Linked DNA regions of Hordeum vulgare: region 2 is linked to region 1. A link is a contact called in public Hi-C data. All regions are on one chromosome and are shown on one strand. The core of a region is the stretch at or near the end of the contact, and the rest is flanking DNA. Distances in the headings are between cores, read along the strand shown.

The links. Hi-C and Micro-C count contacts between places; a contact is called where the count stands out from the background.
Region 2: a Hi-C map of seedling shows a contact between it and region 1, with 2.1 times the contacts expected there. The contact joins the promoter of LOC123408626 here to the enhancer-like site in region 1. A contact is called at or near these places in 2 of 6 Hi-C or Micro-C datasets (leaf and seedling).

What each region holds. Positions count from the first base shown.
Region 1 is chr7H:45,847,875-45,855,761 of MorexV3_pseudomolecules_assembly, reverse strand. No RefSeq gene overlaps it. Among protein-coding and RNA genes, the nearest start is that of LOC123408626, 40 kb to the left of the region's middle. Within about 2 kb of position 3,336, at least 3 of the 3 cell types and tissues checked have open chromatin away from gene starts, as enhancers often do. A contact at or near this core is called in leaf and seedling, where this site is marked.
Region 2 is chr7H:45,887,815-45,895,701 of MorexV3_pseudomolecules_assembly, reverse strand. LOC123408626 reads right to left here and starts at 4,117. Exons shown (of 13, transcript XM_045101686.1): 1 at 3,838-4,117; 2 at 3,667-3,743; 3 at 3,490-3,570; 4 at 2,901-3,029; 5 at 2,714-2,800; 6 at 2,563-2,616; 7 at 2,057-2,147; 8 at 1,894-1,964; 9 at 1,737-1,806; 10 at 1,556-1,608; 11 at 1,450-1,471; 12 at 1,009-1,106. The coding sequence starts at 4,102.

The DNA.
Region 1 (7,887 bases), core at 2,087-4,586:
ATTTAAGAAGTATTCAACAGCTAAAAATAACATCCTATTTAGATTCTACACATTTTTTTAATCAAATTTCATATATAACATGTTAAAATCGGAGTTACGGTTTAAAAGATATGGATAATTTTGTTTTAGATAAAATGTGGATTGATTAACTGAAAAGTTAGGTTTCTTTTGTTAAAATACCGAGGACGGGTTGATTAACTGAAACATCAGTTTTTTTTACAAAATGTAAAAACGATTCGTTTTCTGACTTAAATTCGGACTGCGGGTTGAATACCGGAAAAATGAGGGGTGTTTTTGCAAAAGAGCCGGCAACGTACGGCAGAAGCGCTGCGCGCTTTATTATTAGAGAAGATTGTTGCACTAAAATTAAATGTTATAACGATTGCTACAAAATCATGTACGATGTACATGTAAACATATTCCAAAACATGTATGGGACGGTCTCACATCCAAATTTACGGCTTAATCTCCAATTTTCGGTAAGCATGATAGCTTACTGCATTATACACGATGTGTAAAATTTAATATATGAATAAGAGAAATCTTGGGGTCTGAACAAAAAACTAACGAAGGGATAAGGTTATCCTCTTCGTCTCTCCCGTGAGATTCGGGATTTGTTCCCCAAATCCACTGTCGCTGAGGAGACGAAGGCCATGGCGGGTCCGGCTATGGCAGAGGGAGGAGCCGTGCTGGAGGGCTTCTCCCCTTCATGCGACAGATGGCGTCGCCATGCCGGGTACCGGCTGTTTGCTGATGCCACCGCTCCGTGAGGAGCCTGGTCGAGGACTGTCAGCGTAGCCGCGCCGTGGTAATGCAAGCGGAGGCCGTTGGCTCCTGGTGCCTCACCCCATCACTAGAGGATGGAGGCCAGCTGGACGGCCAAGGTTGGTGATTCTCCCGTGTACAGTGAGGGCGAAGCAGCCATGCTCCAAGCCAACCAATCCCGGTAGAATCAATTGTGTGCACGAAGCAATGAAAAAAAAAGAAGGTAATACTAGTAGCACCTAATGTCTTGCGTAGCAATTGATTAAGACTTTGAATCTGCTTGAGTGTCTTCCCATGTGCTAATCAAACTCTTCGATCCTCTTCTTTCTGCTTCTCTTGTCATGGCCGAATTTGTTTCTTCAGCCGATTACTTTTTTTTTTCGCTTTGCTGTTGATGGCAAACTTAGAAGGCCTGTTCTCATTATCTGTTCTCTAGTTCTTGTTTGTTGTACAAGACTGATGAACTATTTGTGTGATTCGCCTGAGTGTATATGCGTACATGATAAATAATCCTTGTTAGATTACAGATTAACCACCAGAAAACATGATAATAGACAAAGATTAAACAAGGAAAACACTAGTATTAATTTTCCTGATGAAGGCCTTTAATCCTTGGATCGTTGCTTCATCCTCTGCAATGTTCTTCTTCTTTTCTCTGGCCTATTGCTCTGATGTGTACAGCGAAAGTGTTTGATAACATGTGAAAAGTCAAACAGAGAGAGGAGCGAATCATTGAAATGAACAGTGATCTATCATTGATGGAAATTGGGGATATTTATACCTAGTAGATGACGGTTTACAAAAGAGACGGTTGTCAAAAGAAGAACCGACATACTCCCTCCGTTCCTAAATATAAGTTTTTTTAGAGATTCCACAAAAAGACTACATACAAAACAAAATGAGTGAATCTATACTATAAATTGTGTCTATATACATCTGTATGTAGTTCCTTAGTAAAACCTTTAAAAAAACTTATATTTAAAAACGGAGGGAGTAGTATTGATTAATTAAATAATTAATACATATTAATTATTCCTAACACTCCCGTCCCGCTCTGCCGCCCGAAATCGAATCCCTCCGTCGCTCTCGAATCCGCGGGCGATAGAATTCCAGGGCATGCTATTCGACGGACATTTTTGCCAGGGTATTATTCTACGTATACTATAGTTAAATGTTCCACGGAATACATATTGTGAAAGTGACTACATTTATAGGCTGCTTTAAAAGTTTTATTTCTATTTGGATTACTACCATTCAAATGGGAGATGTCTCACATGAATGCAGTGAGTCCTCTCTCCTTCCCAAAATACTCGTAGGAAGAATGGATGCATCTGGATATATTTTAGCTTTAAATATATTTATTTTTATCATTTTTATGACAAGTAATTTTGGATGGAGGGAATGTTTTTTATCTTTTGTTCTTTTCTTGATTGGTTTGATGCCGCTTATTGGCACAATTCTTTTCGCCAATTCTCATAGAGTCTCGAGAATGATGAAAAAGGGTTTCCCCCGCTTCATATTACTTCCTCCGTTCAGAATTACTTATCGTAAAAATAAATAAAAATGGATGTATTTAAAATCAAAATACATCTATATAATCCATACCTCGAACAAGTATTTTTGGACGTAGGGAATATAAAGCAAACACCACAAACTTCCAAGCATCATATAAAATAAATTGAGTCAAAACGATCATAAGTTCAGATAGGGGCACAGCACAACACACCCCAAAGAAACAAAAAGTCTGGAGAATCATACCTTTCATATATTTATTCCAAAATTGTAAACCCACATTGTGAGAGTCGACTAAAAAAAACTAGGTCCTTTCACCCTATGTGCCTAGATCTATTTATCCTGAGAGTAGATAAAAAAAGTTGTAGAGAGATGGAGTACAAAATTTCAAGAAGAAAAATAAACATTCAACAATTGATTTGGTGTGACCTTTAACAGTTGCCCCCTAAAAGCATCTTCTTAAATTCACAAAGGCTAACTTAGCACATCACTAGATGAATACGTTTTCACAAAGCGACCGACAGTCTTCAAAATGATAGGATTATGCAAGGGCTGCAAATGTAAAGACCCGCTTAGCATGTACACTCTTCATTCGAAATTACTACTTTTCTCGAAAGTGGATAAAAATGAATGATTCTAGAACTAAAATACATCTAGATACATTCATTTCTGCAAAAAGTAATTTGAAACGGATGGAGTATGAAGCATTTGGTTCATCATTTCTCATCATATTAAATACGTGTATCAAATCTACCAGCGTAACTTACAGGTCCATAGCTATTTTTAGACGATAAGCAAAACGATAGACGGACGTCCTTATTTTATCAGCCTGCAAACTCACACAGGCTGGTGCGGGTGAGAGAGAGAAAGGGAGGGGGATGGGGCCGAGTGACCTTGGCGTTCGGGGCGACGGCTTAGCAGCACCTCGCGGTACTCCGACCTGAGGTCTCCGGCAGCGGCGGCGGCCATTGGGATTTGGGACTCCGGTGGCCTCTGTGCGGTCCCCGTGGAACCGCACGTGGTGGACCTGGAAGTGGAACTGGAGGTGTGGCAGCTGGGGCCCACCATCCCGAGGAAGCTTTTCTTCGAGTGGCCGCTCGTCACGTGCCGCACGCGGCCGGCGACGGGGTCTCACGCGTGGCCGAGGCGCGGCGAGGCCCACATGGTAGCCGCGACGAGGGTCAGCGCCAGTGCCATGGCCCGCCTTAGCAACATCGACGACCCTCTTCGCGCGAGGGGCGTGGCGTCGACGTGTTTCGCGAGCTGTCCGGTTGCCGGCGCACAACATCGTGCACGGGGAGCGGCGCACATCGTGGGGAGGATGCTCTCGTCCCGCTCTGCTGAAGTCAAATCCCTCCGTCTCTCTCGAATCCTTTTTTTCAAGAATAATACTTGTATTACTCAATAATCAAGTTCTTACAATCCTCTTGGACATTTTCCAAAACAACATCAGAGGCGACCTAGGTCAAAGTTCAGACCCTCTACTCTAGCAAAACAAGCGAGTTTATCTTCCGATTTATTCTGGTTACGAGGAATAAAAATAATACAAGTTCTCCCCAACCAATCCATGGCTTGGCACAGCTGCCGGTGGCTGGAAATGCGGCGCTGACGCTTTGCTAGGCCTGTGCGGGGTGCTCCCCAACCAATCTATGGCTTGGCGCAGTCGCCGGTGGCGGAAAATGCCAAATCCGGGGGCCGAGACAAATAGCCGCCAACCTGCAACTTTTCGGCCAGCCGAGGCAAGAGGGACAGGTGGATGTCAACCTCGGGCGTGGGGCGGCCTGCCGACGTGATCCCGGTGACTGGTATGACCGGAATCGTAGACGGGTGCCCAGCGGCGGTGGGTGGGGGAATAGTGCGGCTGAAATGTCCCACCCACCAACCGCTTCCGATGTATACAGGGCACCGACGGGGCGAGGGAGAGAACCTGCGTTTTCACGGGTTGGGATGGGCATTTTGCCGTGCCCCGTAAAAACTTTTACGGGTCGGACACGTTTACCGGATCTGATCGGGCTGCATTTTTCACGTCGACTAGTGTTTTAACGGTTAAACAATTATTTTACGGACCAGAGCAGTATATGAGGTCTGCTAGAGATGCTCTAACTGGGCCATCAAACTGCCCCTTAATAAGCATTCCACTCCATGTAATTTCCAAACCGTAGATGCCACATAATTTACGTATGCTGATTGGTGCAATAAAGCTAGGTAATAAATCAATGGTGACCTTGAACAGGGTTGCAACATGAGTTCGATTTCTTAGAAATCAATAATTTTATATGGTGTACTCCCTCCGTTTCAAAATAACTGTCTCAAGCCTTTGTACTAGCTCTTGTATAAAGATGTACTAAGCTTGAGACAGTTATTTTAGGACCGAGGGAGTACTAGTTAAGTGCCCGTGCATTGCCATGACACAACAAAGATATTAATTAAAACATGATTGTAATGGTAAAAAAATAGACATGCATGGGGCAAAAGTTGAAAGCATCAATTAGCCAAAACTTGAAAGCATCAATTATTGCCAAGGCTTACGTGAAGAATGTGTAGTCACCCAGTGATGGCTTCCTTATGGTATTCATATATTCCCAAGCATCAATTAGCCAAAACTTGAAAGCATCAATTATTGCCAAGGCTTACGTGAAGAATGTGTAGTCACCCAGTGATGGCTTCCTTATGGTATTCATATACTAGATGACCCGTTGCGCCGATGGCGCAAAGGGCAAGAGCGAACCAAGTTTTCAAACCGTGCACATTGAAATATTTACACACCGATCATAAAATCATTGGAGCATAGAAAGGCATGAGATCAGTTCATGCGACTCATATATATAGCTTTGGCCACCCATCTTATGGTACTTCAAGAGATCAGTTCATACCATCTCTGTTTCTAAATATAAGATATTTTTACAGTTTAATTAAACTACAAAAATGTCTTATATTAAAGAACGGAGGGTGTACATTGTACATTATATACATGGCACTCGGATTCAGACAATTAAATCAAATATGTGCTATCGACAGTGGTGTTTCAAACATATAGTACACCCGATGGTCCTTTTGTGTTCCGAGCTGTGCAAACCGGCTTACTCATCTATTCATCATCTGCACCATCCTTTACCAGCAACTCTCGTTCAAATTATTTTTTGTCAAAAATTTCCTTGTTGGGATGAGAGCCTCTGCTGGAGGTTGTATCATCCAAAAAGCAAAGTCTACTATGTTTGGGAGGAGCTCATAGCATATGGGAGTTTTGTACATGGCCCGGGATATATGAAAACCCTCCTGAATTCACCATAAAATAGAATAAGATAATGCATATTAAAAATGCAATTTCATATATTCATGTAGTCATGTACTTCTGCTTGAGGACCAATTTGGTGTGAAGACACAGTTTACCCCGAGAAGCAGAAGAAATGTATGGTGTGAGAAATTCATCACATTGTTAAGTTGCAGGAGTATTGTGTGGAACATGAAGATCTAGCAACGTTACTTGTAGCAAGGTCAAATCCATGAGAAAGAAAAGGAGAAATAAGAAATAACTCATAAATGAGAGCACACAGAAAACCAGAGGTTTTCCTTTATGACAGGGTCTTGGCAGTAGATGGAAAGAGCTTGCTCAATGGCAATACTTAGTAAATACTAAGATCAATCAGATAATGCACCAATAGGAACAATTTAAAAAATCTATACTTGCATGCGTATATAGTTTTAAAATAAGGCAATAGCAATGACGCATGGGAAAACAGCAATTCTATAGGTGACAGTTTCTTATAGCTGTATAATATTATGACAATATATTTACCTACCTGATGAGTGAAAATGGCATTACAGTAGGTTGGTAGCATAAAGAAACCATCATGATGGTGGATTTAGCATCCCTTGATTAATGTGAATGTTTGGTATCAATTTGTACTAAATCTCTTGTAGTTAATGAGAGAAATATGACACCAGAGTGGGCTCGTATTATAAATAAACTTAATGTTAGGTAAGTTGGTCACTGATGATGCAAAACCTGGAGGCCGGGGTCATATACTCTTTAAATTCAAGTATGTATCACATTCATATACCTCTTATTAAGACACCAAATGTTACTATATTTCCAAACCAGAAAGTGACATTTATGTAAACATCCATAATTAAAATAGCACCTCACATTAAGATCAGTCATCAGCTATTAACATCTCAGGGGGTATGTACAATTGATCCAAGCAAAGCACTCACCGATCATGAAATCCACATATCCGCCAGCCTCCCTATTTCAGACTATCTACTCCATTGTCTCCCTCCTACCGACACCCACAGCCCTGTCAGTGAATTGTAAGCAGAATAAAAATAAATCAAACAACAATTGATCTTCTACAGAACTACAGAATATGAAGAAACTGAATCAAGAAACCAAAAGAAAAATCTGAATAAGATTACTCACAACGCATTCCTCACCTCACAAATGACCTTGTGTTTCTTGTCTTCCATGCCATTTCTTTTTTTTAGAAAAGGAGGGTTACCTCCGGCCTCTGCATCAGCACGATGCATACGGCCCCTTTATTGCAAATAATCAAACGGAATCCATGCCATTTCTACAAAATAAGATTGTACAATGAAGGAGCAGGAAATCAATCTTAGTTGCACAGAGAAAAATATTTATTTGCTAGAAGAACTTTTATTGCTGACTACTGTTCCATATAATAAACTATATGTCTCCATTGTAACTCTGATTTTGTTTGAAAATAGTTCCCCCTGCAGCAATGTTATACTGAAAGCAGCGGTCCGGTCGATGAACCACGTCACCGAGTAGGCAGCAGTAATCAGTCTCACATTGGGAAAATGTATCTATTAGCAGTGAAAACTGAAACCCTAAACTACTTTATTGTGAGTTGTACTACATACGTATTTATAGCATTCTTGTTAATACAGACCAAGGAAAGTTTGAATACTCACATTTGAATTGTTAAAACTAAAATCTGGAATGAAATTACTTAAACCAAATAAGAAACATGAGATATGTCACATGTGTGGAGCTAGGACATGTTAAATGGTGTGTATAAGCTTGGATAAAATTAACTGATATAGTACCAATGAAGATAACATACAAGTTGAGGATTAGGATCTAGTATCTTCTTGATGAGCTTATTTGCTGTTGTCAAGAACCAAGATGGGAAATTGGAGCCTGCTTTGTATATCTACATGAACAAGCAGGTTATCTTTCAGGCACTTCTTTTTTCTCGCAAGAAATCAACTTACTTTTGACAAAAGAAATGTAGTAGAACTTATTCACCGTCTTGTAAAGCGGCATGAGATTTTAATATTCGAACGGAAGTTATCTTACCTTGAGGACAAAAAGAATCACCTTACATGACCACAAATCCACCTTGGCACCATCATAACCTTTGTTATTTTTAACCTGTACATCAAAGAAAGTAGTGAAAAAATTGAACAAAATATTCACTTGAATGAAAAGAAGTACATAGCTAATTCAAGGCATGGATGGAAATTAAGAACCTTGGGAGCAATACAATTGGGAGTTCCACAAATTGTATGTAGTATCCATCTTCCTAAAAGATAGCAGAAAGATTTGAAAAAAATAATCAGCAGATTCTATTGTCTGATTCGAGATAG
Region 2 (7,887 bases), core at 2,868-5,367, 39 kb before region 1:
GTATAAAGTAAATAATGTATTTTTACAAAGATTGTCCCGGTTGAACTTTTCTCATGTTTACCATGCATCCATTTAACTGAAATCGAGAACATTCTATATTTGGTTACGACGTGTCATCTATTCTTATTACTGAGATTGCTTCAACCACTTCAATTTCTTCAGCGGGATAACTCACACTAAACGATGTCCTCCTACCTCCTTCAGATGGGAATGATCACATTATGGGCGGCAATGTTGGATGCGTAGCGCTGGAGGCGCGGCGAGTTGCGGTAGGAGACCAGGCAGCGGGATTGCGATGAGTCCAGGCAGCGGCCTTGGGCGTGGAGCTCCCAGGGTGGCACTCAAAGAGGAGGTCGTGGGGAACAGATTGGAAGGTGAGGGAACCGTGGACTTGTTTTCGAGAGAGCTTTGCTTTCGGCACTTGCATTTGTAGTTAAGACGACCCTATCAAATTAGGATTACTAGTACTATGCCATTTGAGTTAACAACTGTCAGTTGACTTGGGATTCGTGCAGAAAAAGTCTGGGCAAACATAGAAGCACACCTCTTGGTGAAAAGTAAACATACTGCATGTCAAAAGAGAGACAATTTTCAAATTTTATTTGAATGCCTTTTTTATCCAGATGGCACCCATTTCTGTAACCCATAGCATTTTAATTACATTGTTAGCTAGGTCTAAGAATATATCAGATCTAAATTTCCTGGAGAAAGTTTGTATTTAAACTTGTACCAAACCCATTGTTAGCTAGCTGTAAGCCTAAATGACAACTTTACAAACATACAAACATATTGATGTATGTATAATGCATGATTCTTAGTATTCCTAATTATTATTATTTTCCAGCAGGTTTAGCCATATAACTCGACAAAGGTGAATACAAGTTTGAGAAGTATTAAACCAAGCCCGTTACAATTTTTAAAGAAAATCTCGTCTTCATAGGTTTTAACTAGTGAGAGTTCATATGTGGCCTCCAAAGAGCGGTAAAAAGATAGTAGATTGCATGTTACCTTGAACTTATCGGCAGAACCAGCTTCTTTATAAGCCTCAGCAGCTTTGGAGGCAGGTTCTTGTAGACCAAGGACTGGGCAACGAGGGTCGTCAGCACCTGCATGGTAATTTGTAAATGAAATTCCAGCAGCAAGGAACATGCTCAATTAACATTAATTTTTGAACGAAGGGTTAACAACAATTCTGGCTCAACCATAAAAGTATACAACTAACATATATACTGAAGACTGGAAGCCCCAGCCCTGACAAGTGCTCACTGAACTCATAAAAGAGAAGTGAGAGACTTTTCAATATTTTGGGTTATGCAACAAGCCGATAAACTATTGGTCGAAGCAGAAGCACTCAATAAGAAATATGATTGGTTTTACCATTTAGGAGGAGGAGCGGACGTGGTGCAATCAGAGGAACTGAGTAGGGAGCATCAAACTGTGAAGCCATACCAGGTGCTATCTGGTCCCAAACCTGGTAAAAATATGTCAATACACGATCGTGAAACAATTCTAATGGAATGATCAGAAATAAATGTCAAATAAATCAGATAGTCACCTTTCTCACAGCCTCTGCATCTATTTCACTCTTCCCTGAATCAATTCTTGCTTCTACAGGGCAGAGAAAACGACATGGATACTTACATGTAAATGTTCTGAACTGATACAATACATTTCAGTTGTGATCTATATTTTCAATGGCTTGCGCCCAATCTTAAAGAGGATGCATGGTATCTCACCTTCAAATAAAGGCTTAATGCTATCAACTCTAGCTTGCCACATGTCATTATCTATTGCCCATTGAAATCCCTGTAGCCACCACAAAGAGCATTGCTTTACAAGGGACAAATCACAAAACTATGCGCACCCACATCAACAAATTACTGCTGTGTGTACCTGAACACCAATTATTGGAACAACAACACTGTACCGTGTATCCACAAAAGCAGCAAACCATGCATGCATTCCTGTATTCAGCTCCAAATAAAAAAGATAAATTTTCTAGAAGTGAAGTCTATGTATTAATTCAGTGTCATGATGCGATCATGATCTATAATACCTCCAAGTGATTCACCAGTAATCCCTATCCTAGAGGGATCGACATCCTCCCTTGTACTAAGATGATCCCCAAGCTTTATCAAGTCCCACACCTGCACATGTTCCTCACTGAGTATCACAGAAAGCAGGCCTAACATGTTTTGATGTATGATGTACTAGGTCATACAGTAGAAGACAATCATAGGGAGAGAACCAGACCAAGAGAATAAATCCAGAATTCAACTGAAGTGCTGACCCAACTAGTCTAGTTATGGCATCAGTACAGCTGGACTAACACCAACAACAGTGGCTTACCCATCAGGTTAGTTAAAGAGTAGACCACCAAGCATGGCACTGGGCCAGCCCAACTAAAGGCATGTGCCATACATATCCGGTTTGACATTTATTGGTACAGAACCATCCATTTATTACAAAAAATGTTTTGATGGGAAAATTGAACAACACTGTTAAGAGAACTTAAGAACAATCAAAAGATTAACTGTAACAGGTGGAAATACCATACAGTACCGTGTCAAAAATAAAAGGCATAGTGTCCCCATTCTTCCAAGATGATTTCAGTGCCTGTGTTTGAACCACGAAAGTAGGGATGGTCAGTTCAACTGAAATCTATGGATAGAAAACTTCATGAAATCAGTAGCGCACAAAGTAAGTAGATTACGTCTATGTAAGTAGTCTTGCTGCTGGCCCTTTCACCATGATAACGAGAATCGATGGCGACAGCAATATAACCCCTGGAGGCATATGCCTGCAAATGTGCAAGCAAGTTAAGAACACTAACTGGTGCTAAACATTGATGTATACTGCATACGGGCATGCTGGTATGGTTGAAAGAGAAGGAATTTCACCTCAAGCAGTGGACGCAACCATTCCTTGCATTTGTACGAGCTGTGCAGTATTACAACGACTGGCTTCCTTTCAGGAGCAGTGTCATTGAGTTTCAGTAGAAGTACAGGCAGGCGTCCCTGTTCACCTGACTGTTGGGGGGAGAAAAGTGATGAGAAATTCTTCTGTTCAGGGAACAAGAGGCACAATAAAGCCAAGCCAGTGCCCGTTCACTGTAGACTTGACTGGAGCTGGATCTCAGAACCACATTTAATACACCAACTATCAGGCTCTCCAAAAGTGGGTGATTCAGACAGAGGGTCCGAGTGGAAACATGGCGGCAATGTACTAAGCGAAGCACATGCATTGCAATGTCAGCCTGTCTACGACGAGCACTGGCATTGATCTCAAGTATCTTTGGGGTAGCTCAAATGCAGCTGGCTTTCATTGATCTCAAGTTAAACTTGCAGATACGTGGGCAGGCGGTGTGCAGGCGCAATATTCAGAAACAAGCAATGTGCTGCACTGTCTGTACCCACTCCACTTGGCACCTGCGACGAATCGATCGATCGATTGATCGTAGAACTGAGGTATGGGCCAAACAAAGGGTACCTCGGTCATCAGGTAGAAATTCTCTTCGACGAGCTTCTCCTCGAAGTTGTCCACCTCCTTCCTCGGGCACGACTCCATGGCCTGGAAAAAAAGGGATTCAGACACGGTCGAGTCGACCCAGTCGCGTCGATCTGGAAGCTGGAATGTGTTTTGCTCAGATCGACGGAGGGCACTGACCTCTCTCAGCCCCAGAGGCCCGTTGCCTTGGTACAGCGGCTCCTTCACCGGGCTCCCTTGCTCCACGGTCAGAGGCACTGGGGCATTGATCAACTTATTAGTAGGCTGCAGACCCACGGGCGGGCGCGCGGGAGAGAGGGAGAGGGAGGGAGGGGGAGGGGGCCGGCTGACCTTGGCGTTCGCGGCGGCGGCTGAGCAGCACCTCGCGGAACTCCGACCTGAGGTCTCCGGCGGCGGCGGCCATTGGGGCTCCGGTGGCCTCGGTGCGGTCCGCCATGGAACCGGGCGTGGTGGACCTGGAAGTGGAACTGGAGGAGTGGCAGCCGGGCCCCACCGCCACCCCCACGAGGCGTCTCTTCGAGTGGCCGCCCGTCGCGTGGCCGAGGCGAGGCGGGGCCCACATGGCAGCCGCGGCGAGGGCCAGCGCCAGCGCCATGGACCGCCTCAGCAGCATCGACGGCCGATAAGGCGCGAGGGGGCGTGGCGTCCACGTGTTTCGCCAGCTAGCCGGTCGCCGGCGCAGCGTGGGGAGGATGCTCGTGCTCCCTGTTCAAAGTCAACGAGAGAGAGAGGAGCGAATAGTTGGAATGAACAGTGATATCTCATGGATGGAAATTGGGGATATTTATACCGAGTACATGACGGTTTACAAAAAGGGTTGACAAAAGAACAACCGACATGGTAGGAGTATTGATTAATAATTAAATAATTAATACATATTAATTATTCCTAACACTCCTTCTAATCAATTCTTCATCTTGTAAATAGTCATCTTCTTGATAAGAACTTCTTTATAAATAACTTCGTCCTTGAGGATGTTCATCATTCCATCTTGAGAAATCATTGTATAATCTTTAAAGTCTCCTCTAAAAACCCTGTGGGAGAAATATGAGGAGAATAGTGTAGATATGTTGCTAAAACTCTTTTAAACCCTGTGAAAAAAACAAGAAAAAAACGATACAACATATAATGATTATTGTTTCGTGATAACTCATTGAAAAAAACTTATTTTCGAGTTTAGAGAACAATAAATATACCTTGAGTACTTCCTTTAAAAACTCTGATAGGAAAAATAGAAAGTATGACATATGATCTTTGAGCAGATATTTCCTCATTAAAAAAATCATTATGAGAAACTTTGAGAGAAAACTCATAAGGGAAAAGAATGCGATCTCATATGCCATTCAAGACTCCTTCAAAACCCAGTGCGAAAATATAAGGAGAAAATAATATGGCATATATAGACACTTGTGTTTATATTGTCTCGTTAAAAATCTTTTTATAAGACACCATTAGGAAAAAAACTCATCAAGGAAAAAAGAGTACAATATATGCAATCTGATGATTGTTAATAGGTTATAGTTCGGGAGATTACTCCCCCTGAACTTTGCAAATATGGAGGATGTCTCATAGCAATTCCATTGACATGGACATGAGATTGTGTATAATATGTTGGATTATCACAGTATTTTGTTTGCAAATTATTTCCTCACTTTTCTATAACCGTGAGGATAAGTAATTTCTGAGCAATGTGATTTATGATATTGGTCTTCATATTTCTATAGGTATTGAGTAACACAAGTGGAAGTATCTTGATAAATCAAGTTATGTGATTCTCATGAATCTCAACCACATGATTTTGAGTGTGGTTAATCATTCTGCCAAGCCATGCATATTTTGCAATGCTTTTAGATAAATCAATTATGTCAAAATGATAAGTGGAAATAGTAGTTAAAGTCTATTTAGATGACTCTCAGAGAAGACTTTCTAGTGAATTCAGTCGTTGATATGGCATTGCTGAGATCAAATAAAGAGCCAATATAATTACATCATATAATAGTCATGTCTTTTATTTCCTAAAGGGATTGTCCAAGATTTATTGTGAGCTTAAGATATAAGACGATATTCCATATATCAAGCATGTACCTTCTGTTGGGGGTGCACTCTAAACAAACATAGCAAATATGGTGTCAGGCCTGACATAGCTTGCAACCATATGAGTGCTTTGACATTAGTGAGATATAGAACTTCAGGTCTTTATGTCACTTCATTATCAACCCTAGGTGTGTACCTTATCAAAGGTAGTATGACCATACATGTCTTTCGTTGTTATGATATATCCACACTAAACTTCTCGTATATGTTTTGAATATATGTAGACTAATATGTATTCTTGAGAGAATGCTCAAGTTGTAAGCTTAAGCTAAATTTGGTTGAATCCAAATTTTCTGTCTTGAGATGATTTTGTGTATGTTTATGTGATAGCTTGGCTTATTAGGGATGATAGACTACTCATATCAATAAGGAATTCCTTCTTTTCCGGGAGCCCATTCGACCGTCGACAGGTGTGTCTGGAACGTTATAAGTTGGTATCAGAGCCGACCCTCGCGGTTACACGGATGTTTGCGGACAGGTGTGCAGTCATGTTGCTCATGACGTTTGTGACCCGTCGTGGCACACATCATGGTACATGTACTGGGTTGGATGCACAGTCGTTTGTGCCAAGAGGGAACACTCCTGTGGCCCGACGAGGACGTTGGTTCCTCTGAGTGGTGGTGTATGTGATAGCCTCGCTTATTAGGGATGATAGACTACTCATATCAATAAGGAATTCCTTCTTTTCCGGGAGCCCATTCGAACAGAACTCCGAGGTTAAGCGTGCTCGACTTGGAGTAGTTCTAGCATGGGTGACCGACCGGAAAGTTGATCCCGGGTGCGCATGAGTGAGGACAAAGTGCGCAGAAAAGAATCATCATTCTTTGATTAATCCTTCGGAAGAAGAAAATCATTTAGTCGGTAGTACCATATGATTTCCGACTATTTTGAGCCATAGAGTGACTTCTAAAATTTTACAAAAATATGTTGGGATTTATTTTGGATTTGAAATTGTAAGTCCTTCAGGGACTTCGTTATAAATTTTTGAAACGAGTAACTCATATGAGTATGTAGTTACTGCATCCATTAACTGCATGGATAATATTACTGCAAATGATATTTATTATCGAAACTTAATTCCACTCATACCAAGAGGATATGTTACATCATAATTTGATGTCGGGTCTCTGCATGAACCCTCATGCTACAAGCCTCGCTTTCTCACCACCTCATTGACTTTGTCTATAAATGAGAAGTTTTAAGTATTCCTTATGAGAGATACTTATGAGTTAGGTATTGATGTCAACTGTTCTTCCCCTTTGCAACGACACCAGAAGAATGCTGTTAGCACTCTCCGGCAATCGAAACTAGGAGAATGTTGTTGACGCCCACCAGCGCGTGGGATCGTAGAAGTTTTCGAGGGTAGAGTATTCGACCCAAATTTGTTGGTTCGCACGACGGGAGGTGAGAGAGTACTCTCAAGTATTAGCAGCTGAATATGTCAGATTCAACCACACCTGAAAGATTAGTATCTGCAAGCAAAGTAGTAACAACAAAGTAGCGAGTAACGACAGTCGCAAGGAACAACGGTAGTGACAGCAGTAGCAAGTAGCAACAGTAGTAGCAGCAAAGCAAGACAAGTAACAGCAGTAGCAACAGTAGTAGCAGCAGCAGAGCAAAACAAGTAACAGCAGCAGTAGGACAAACTCGTAGGCAATGGGTCAGTGATTTGTTTGGATGATATTCATCATGCAACAGTTATAACACGGAGAGATATGTGGCTAGCTCTCGTTCGTCAATGTGATGTAGGCATGCATTCCGTGTGTCGTCATACGTGCTTAGGGAAAAGAACTTGCATGACATCTATTGTCCATCCCTCCCGTGGCAGCGGGGTCCAAAAGGAAACTACGGGATATTAAGGTTCTCCTTTTAATAAAGAACCGGACCAACGCACTAGCACTTGGTGAACACATGAACTCCTCAAACTATGGTCATCACCGGGAGTGGTTCCGGTTATTGTCACTCCGGGGTTGCCGGATCATAACACATAGTAGGTAACTACAACTTGCAAGATCGGATCTAAACACACATATATTGGTGACAACATAATAATTTCAGATCTGAAATCATGGCACTCGGGCCCTAGTGACAAGCATTAAGCATGCCAAAGTAGTAGCAACATCAATCTCAGAACATAGTGGATACTAGGGATCAATCTCCATCAAAACTAACTCGATTACATGATAGATCTCATCCTACTCATCACCGCCCAGCGAGCCTACGAATAGATTACTCACGAACGACGAAGAGCTTCATGAAATTGGAGAGGGAAGAAGGTTGATGATG